Regions from separate parts of the Mus musculus genome. Here region 2 is linked to region 1. A link is a contact called in public Hi-C data. All regions are on one chromosome and are shown on one strand. Each heading gives the region's core, a stretch centred on a gene start, on an enhancer-like site or on the middle of the called end of the contact. The rest is flanking DNA. Distances are from core to core; before and after follow the strand shown. Region 1 holds the start of 4930455H04Rik (RIKEN cDNA 4930455H04 gene). Region 2 holds the start of Plppr4 (phospholipid phosphatase related 4).

Region 1 (3,838 bases), core at 682-3,181:
GAGATCCAAATAAAAGTATGAAGCAATCTAAGGTCTATACGTTTCTGCAGAATAGAATAACACAAGGTTCTACCTAGAGTTTTCCTATCCGTCTATAAGCATCTCCGGGAGTTTGGCAGAGGAGGAGGCTTGGTCCAGCTCCCGCATGAAGATTGATTTAACCTTCAGCCCGTGTCTCTCTTTGCCCAGTGCCCTTGGGCATTGCTTGATGAATGGCTTTACAAAGTCAGACAGCTGACATCCCCATCCTGGCTTTGCTACTTATTAGCCATGTGGCAAATGATCTCCCTGAGCCTGTTGCCTCATTTTAAAATAGGAATAATAGCACCTATCTCTCAACACCCCTAAGATAAATAAGATGAGATGCATTTGTCTATGGACAAATATTAGCTACTACTATAACAAATATCAAAAGCACAAAGAAATGTACGCCAGTGTGTTCAGTGTCAGCCTTGTCTATTTAACCTCCCTGCCTGAATGGTGATATTAAAGGGCTGATCCAAACACATAATAATGTGGTGGATGGTAATTGGGGCTCACCACATCAACATGCACTTAAAGAATAGGTGGGAAAAAGAAAACAAAGTCCATTGCAAAGCTTCCTGGGCTCTGCTCTGACCTGAGTTTCCCCGGGGTTCACTGCCTTCCTTAAAGGGCAGGGACTGTCCACCCAGGGCACACTTTCACAGGCTCGCTCCTTGCTCTTGCATAACTTCAGGCTGTCAAAATGGGCACCTTCCTGAAATTGAAGATTGTCGGGGTTTGTTTTTTTGTTTTGTTTTGTTTTGTTTTTTGTTTTTTGTTTTTTGTTTTTTTTGAATGGGGTCCAAAAAAGGTGCTGCAGTCCCCAGATATCCAACATCAATCATCACGTTAACACCTTTGGGTTTTTTTGTTTTGTTTTGTTTTGTTTTGCTTTCCAAGACCTAAGAGTCTAAGGTCTCTGTCAGAAGGCTGCCTGCGGTGGGACTTTGAGAGGGGAGCTGAGCTTGATGCAAATATTCTACTCTAAGGGTTCTTCGGTTACTAAAGGAGCCATCACCATTACCTAAAGCCAAGCAGAGGGAGATAACAAACAAGTGACTTAGCACTTCTCTCTCTCTCTCTCTCTCTCTCTCTCTCTCTCTCTCTCTCTCTCTCTCTCTCTCTCATCCCCCCCCCCCCCCCGAGATAAACTAAGCGAGATAACTTTAAACACACACAGGCTCACAGGAAAACCTGGGCTGCCCGGACCCCGACACTCAGCACGGCAGCTCCCTGCGCCACTCCTGGAAAATAATGACTTGGGTAAGGAACAGTTAATAAGAAAATGTGTCTCGCTAACCGTGCACAGCACAACAAAGAGCTGGCAGCCCCTGAAGGAAAAGGGCTTGTGCGGCTGCCGTTCAAACTTGTCAGTCAACTCGTGCCAGCAGCCTCAGCGTCTGCCTCCCCAGTGCACCCTCATTACATGTGTCTGTCTGGCCTCATCTGTGCATGGGCTCTGAGCCGCTCCGCTCCTGACAGTTCGGAATTCTCTTCCTCTCTCCCTGCTGCAAAGAGCGGATTTCTCTCCGTGTCTCTTCTGTCATCTCCAGCTCCCCTCTCCAAGGACGCACCTTGATTTATGGTAGCTTTGGACTTCCTTCAGCGTCTGCCTGTCCTTGACTTCTAGAATGGAAGAAGCTGAGCTGGTGAAGGGAAGACTCCAGGCCATCACTGTAAGTCTACATAGAGTTTTAAGTCAGTAAGGTGGTTGCTTAGACAAACGGCACCGGCACCGGCACCGGCACCGGCACCGGCACCGGCACCGGCACAGGCGACGTTGCTAGCTGTCCTTGTCTCCCAGGCCTTCCAAGTAGAGAAACAGAACTAAGCCTTCGTGGACTCTGGTCTGCTTCTCTTAACCCTTGTGACCCTCCATGACACTGGGGCTTCAGAACCTGAGATCCAGGGAAATGGTTCTGGAATTTACAGATGGTGTTTGCATTCTAAACGATAATCAAGGGTTGTTTGCTTGTTTGCTTGTTTTTATAAATAGTTTGTAAACTCTCCTCACCTTCTGTGGATATCTGAAGTTTAGGGTTTTTTCTTCAAATTCCTTCTATCGGACAAATGTTCTTATAGATGCCTAACTGGAAAACTTTTCAAAGCAATGAATAGAACCCCCAAAAGTTTTTTTTTAAAGAGGTAGATCAAAAGGAAGAAAATCGGAAACATTTTTATTCATGTGTCAAAGTATATTCCAGACAAACCTAACTGAATTAAAGCAAAGCTTGGTGTATGTATGTATGCATATATATATATGCGAAGTATTAAAACAGAAGAAAAGTAGCGAAGGCACGCATCAGAGTAATTCTCGCAGATCAGTTTTCCAGTACAGAAGGACAGACATAGTCCGAATAAGGTCTCAATACAGGAGCCATGCACAAGATGGACTTGGAAAATATTTCCCTAATTCCGGGAAGAAAAGTAGTACACTTGATGTTTGTTCTGGGGAAAAAAAAAATCAAAGCAAGAAATGAGTCACTTTTCTTAAATGATACCATTCTTTTTCTCATTTGCTTCCAAACTGCTGTATGTGACGATAACCTGGAAGTCCCTGACCTGGTCATCTATCGTTATTAGCTGTAACTTTTGATAGCATTTTTGCAAGGAAAAGCAACTTGGCAAATCCACACCCCTGTGCGTCACATTTTCTGACACTGAAATTAACCGTCAAAAAAGAAGTAACTACTTTCTGAAAAACTGACACTAAATCAAGGTAGATAGGAGGTTATCCAACTCTTTGCTCCTCAAATTCTCACAATTAATTAAGCAAATCCTAATTTAGGTTTTGTTGTGCATACACACACACACACACACACACACACACACACACACACACTAAGGGAATATAGCGGGGGTTTTTTCCCTCCTACCCAGAAAGGATAAATAAAAACCTACTTTCTTCACCAGTGAAAAGGAGCCAAGAGTCCACTAAGCAGCCTGGGCACCTTTCTATAGAGAGTACTTTTTAATTTCTGAATTCTAATTACTGTATTTTTTCCTTTCATCTTAAAAACCTTGGCCTGGATTTTTGTTTGTTTTGTTTTGTTGTTAAATCCGGCCACAGCTTCAGCTGTCCTCCTAGAAGGGACAGGAACTCCACTGTGCTCTGTTGTTCTTGGCATGGCCCTTTCACATTACAGCTGTTGGCTAAAGGTTACTTCACTGGGCCGTGTGAGTCGCTCACAACTAGGTTCCATTTCTCCCCACGGCTTTACCTCCCGGATAACCAAATGAAACAGTTGACTCGGTGATGCACACAGACACCTTCTTCTGTGTCTCTGCTACTGAACTGGGGAACATCTTATTTTAAGGTCTTGCTAAGTGTGGTTTGCAGCTTAGAGCATTTAGTGAACTAGGGCATGGTCCAAGTAGATGGCGGCTGAGAGTTATTCAGAAAGCCAAGGAATTTTCACTGAGGCTTCAGGTGCAATTAGATATAGAAGATCAAAATGCCTTAAAAGGAATTGAGTAGGTAGGCAGGTTCCTGAATATAGAGATACTTTCACTGTTAAAATTAATAAACTTTTAAAAATTATCCCACGAGCCCAAACATATCCCTTTAGAGTTAATTAAGTCTTGGAGGTACAGTCACAAAACTTAGCTTGAAAGTAAAATTCTTGCTTAAAGCCTGTAGGGTAAAAACTGGCAAAAGTTTATAGGAACGAATTTCCATAAGCCTGCACCTCACAGGGCTCAGTCACATTTGTCACCACCTAGAGGGGAAATGGAGTAGTTCCTCCGTGTCCATGGAAACAATACAACCACTCTCCTCCTGCACACCCTGGGAAATGCCAGCTTACTCCGCCCT
Region 2 (3,838 bases), core at 414-2,913, 390 kb before region 1:
GAAAATAAAAACTTCAGATGGGTGAAATATTTGGTAAACTATTAAAATAATGATGCATTCTAAAAATGAAATAACATACTGTAAAAGAAAAAAGAAGAGGCTGGAGAGATGGCTAAGCAGTTCAAAGCATTGCCTGCTCTGCTCTTCTAGAGAGCCTAAGTTCAGTTTCTCAGCAATCACATGGTAGCTTACAACTATCTATATAGGGTCCAATAACATTGTGTGGTATGTAGCATATATACAGACAAAGCACTCATATAAGTAAAAGGATAAACCTTTAAAATGGGAGGAGGAGGAAGAGGAGAGAGGGAGAAGAGGAGGAAGGGAGGAGGGGGAAAGGAAGTGGGGAAGAGGGAGAGGAGGAGAAGGAGAAGTAGGGGGATAAGGAAGGAGAAAGGGGAGGGGGAGGAAAGAGGAAGAAGAAAAGAAGAAGGAGGCAGAGGAGGTAGAGGAGGGAACTGAAGATTTGATTTGTGACCATTACTTAGTATGTCAAGAAAAATTTGACAGAGTTTCTAAATTTTGAGCAGAGTCATGAAGTATGTTAGTGATTAACTGTGCAATGTTGATAGAACTGCGTTCATCAACAGAGAGACATAGTAAGTACAAAGGTTTTGGGTCCCCTCACCATCAGAATCAGAAAAACTAGTGCAGTTCATCAGGTAGAATGTCCATCAGGATTCCAGGTAAAATAAAGAGGTGGGGGTGGGGGTGAGGGTTACACATAGTGGGAAGCTTCTAGAAGGGTTAACCAGAGAAATGAAATCAGTAATTGCTTTTCAGAAGTACCTTTGGGCTACTGTGTGAGGGGTAAGGCATGGCTTAAAATTTGTAAGGACTCTTTTTTTTTTCCTGCCAATCAAAACAAGACATGGTAGTGACCCGCGGTGGGGGGGGGGGGGGAGGGAGGGTGAGTACTCTGTTTTGAATAATAATATGGGATAATATAGTCTTTTTCTATAGCTTCTATTCTCTGAGTAAGATAAAGCTAGATGGTTGTGTGGCTTTTGAGAAGTTAGGAGAAGATATGTATGGAACCAAGACCAGCTAAGAAGGACACACTAGGTTTGGAAGGTGGGGGGACTTAAGCCATGGTCCCAAGGTCACGTGTTGTGGTTTTATTCTACTGTATTTAGCTGTTCAGATAAACATCTTATTTACCTGGGGTAGAGTTTCACTGAATAGTATGGTACATGAGCAATTGCACTGCAGGACTCTGAAACCTAATCTTGGCAGAAGGAGTAGAGGCAAGATGCCGCATGGGTAGTAAAATGTGAATGTTATGAATATGGCATCTAGCTTGCCAAAACCCCACTGGAGCAGCAATGGAAAAAGCCAGCTGAAAAGTAGGCTGGGGATTCAAAGTCGTGTGATTGACAGGGAAACTTTGGAAGAGCAAGAAATGACCTAGAACAGATAGGGACAGAAGTGGGTGATATCCCCATGTGTTGCTTTGTGTCCCTTGAGTGCTTCTGCTGTAGCACTTGACACTGATGGTTTGCGAAAAGAATCATAAATGTGAGAGCAACCACGGACCCTGACAACCAGGGCTTGGGCTTAGACTCCAGTGTTTGGAGTCATGCTTCCATAGTTACGGCTGTGATTCCCACAGTGCACTAGGGAATAAGAATGTGGTTAGAATATTTCCTGAGCTTTGGGGCCAGCGATGATGCCCCATTTACCCTTTCTCTTCAGATGCAGGAAATTTTCACTCTGTTCCCCAGCTGATTGGAGCTTTTTCTAGGTGCTTCCCTGGGAGTTACCTCCCTAGAGATCAGCAGGCAGGGCTGTCACGCTTGGGTAGCAGCCAGCTCCCAGTGAATTCCTTCTGTGGCCTACTTGTCCTTATGAAGTCCGAGTTTTAATTTTGCACAGGTAGGAGGTCTCTTTTGCTATGGATAGGGCGGATAACGGTGCTACCATTAGAAAACAGGCTTCTGTTTTCTAGGAAGGCAAGAGGAACCCCAGGTAGGGGACCTTGTGAGACCAGGTGACTTGGCTCCTCAGCCTTGCTTCTACAGAAACCAGGAGTGCTTCCCCCCACTCTTCCCTATTTTTGACGTCAAGCTCAACCAGCCAGCAGAGGAGCCTCACGGCTTGGGCGGTGGAGAGAGAGCCCAGGGAGAGTGGCAGGGAGGGGAAGCCATCTCAGCAACAGCTTGGAGAGGGAGCTGCTATCCCTTGCCCGCAAAACACGGACTAAAGCCAGGCTGAAGAAGACCTGCGGGCTCGGGCTCGGGGATCCGCGGGGTTACTGCAAAGAGGGGCGGGGAAAAGGCGGGGGCGCTGCATGCAGCGCGCTGGTTCCAGCGGTGCCCGCGGGGAATGTGACATCAGCGGCGCCGGGCGCTTGCGGCTGGAGCAGGCAGCTCGCCTCGGTGGCCGCACGGTGCACACCTCGCCCGGGGGAGGACTTGGAGCCCGGCAGGCGGCCGGGATGTCGGCGAAGGAGAGGCCAAAGGGCAAAGTGATCAAGGACAGCGTCACCCTCCTGCCCTGTTTTTATTTCGTTGAGGTGAGTTGGCCCAGCGCCCTGGCATAATGCAGATCTTTCCGGACAGCTCCGGAGCTAATTCGGGTCCTGGGCGGGATTGGTGACCACACCGGAGCACCAAGGGCTTGAGCCACTGCCTTTCCTAAATGCTCGACCCTTTCCCTTTCCTCCCACAGGTTTTTCTCCAGAGCTCCCCTGAGTCTGCCTGTGGACACCTGCCAGCACCGCCTGGTTATCACTAGGGGCGGCTTGCTGGGTGGCCTTCCAGGAAGGGATACCTGTGAGAGTACTGGTCTAGTTTTTGGCCCTGTAGCGCCAGTTGTGCACAGCATATATCAGTGCCCCAGAGGGGCCATGATGCCTGTATTTTGAAATTTGTGTTTTTCAATTTGCTGACTATTTCTAGAACTCTGTGAGCTTTTGGTGGGAATTCAAAAGCATACAGTTTTGCCTAGACTGTAGGACCAGAAATGTTTATGTGGTATTAGGATTATCGGTGGCTTCTATTAACCCCCCTAAACCCGTCTCCTACTACAGTTGCTATGGTACTTCATCTGCTTCTAAAATTGGGTCATTTCTAGATGTCAGTCAACAATCGACTGGCCTTTAGCCATGGTGTGTGTGGGTGTGTGCACAGACACATACATATATCCATGTACATATATATATAGCTCAGTGTAGATATATGCATAAACGAGTGAATATATATTTCAAATGTATGACATCATCTGAGTTCACTTTGTGTGTGTGTGTGTGTGTGTGTGTGTGTGTGTGTGTGTGTGTGTATCTGTGCTTTTATTCTGACCTGAGCAATATTTCGGTTAAGCAATTAATATGGAGTTGCACTCATAATGAACCTCTGGCTTACCTAATGCAGCATTTGAGGGAGGAACAGTTTATGGGAGGGGTGTAAAGATTGACAGGTACAGGATTCCATGTACTGTGATTCATTGCATTTGGAAGACATTTTTAAGCAAGGGGTTTCTTAAATTACAGGTGAAGCAAGGATACATTTAGGAAGAAGATCTAACAGTTCCAAGGGTAAAACTGTGGTTTGTGTAATTACATCTCAGGTTGAATAGGGAATTCTGAAACGGTTGCTGCATTATACATAGCCTTCCTTCCTTGTCTTTTTAGCCAAACATGGAGGTGCTCACTTCCAAGCACAGACAGCAGACTCTGTGTTTGGTGACTGAGAGGTTGATCTGGATTGGGGAAGAGCTACTATGTTGAAACTTGGAGAAGACATCTTCTGTCAAGGCTCTCCTTTGATATTGCTGTATATCTCAGAGTTTCTTTTATGTGCCATATATTTTTTGAAAGATTTAAGTTTTAAGAGAGGTG

What was found. A called contact is a pair of places that touch in the nucleus more often than the background predicts.
Region 2: a Hi-C map of cortical neurons shows a contact between it and region 1, with 5 times the contacts expected there. The contact joins the promoter of Plppr4 here to the promoter of 4930455H04Rik in region 1. A contact is called at or near these places in 2 of 39 promoter capture datasets (cranial neural crest and embryonic stem cells), 3 of 484 Hi-C or Micro-C datasets (all in cortical neurons) and 2 of 9 other capture datasets (adipose tissue and pancreatic islet).

Annotation. Positions count from the first base shown.
Region 1 is chr3:116,966,360-116,970,197 of GRCm38.p6, reverse strand. It overlaps 4930455H04Rik (RIKEN cDNA 4930455H04 gene), which reads right to left and starts at 1,931. Exons shown (of 3, transcript NR_040596.1): 1 at 1,599-1,931. It overlaps Palmd (palmdelphin), which reads left to right and starts at 1,246. Exons shown (of 8, transcript NM_023245.3): 1 at 1,246-1,700. The coding sequence starts at 1,656. It overlaps Gm52613 (a long non-coding RNA gene), which reads right to left and starts at 3,176. Exons shown (of 2, transcript XR_003954544.1): 1 at 2,926-3,176; 2 at 2,182-2,472.
Region 2 is chr3:117,358,701-117,362,538 of GRCm38.p6, reverse strand. Plppr4 (phospholipid phosphatase related 4) reads left to right here and starts at 1,663. Exons shown (of 7, transcript NM_177664.5): 1 at 1,663-2,515. The coding sequence starts at 2,291.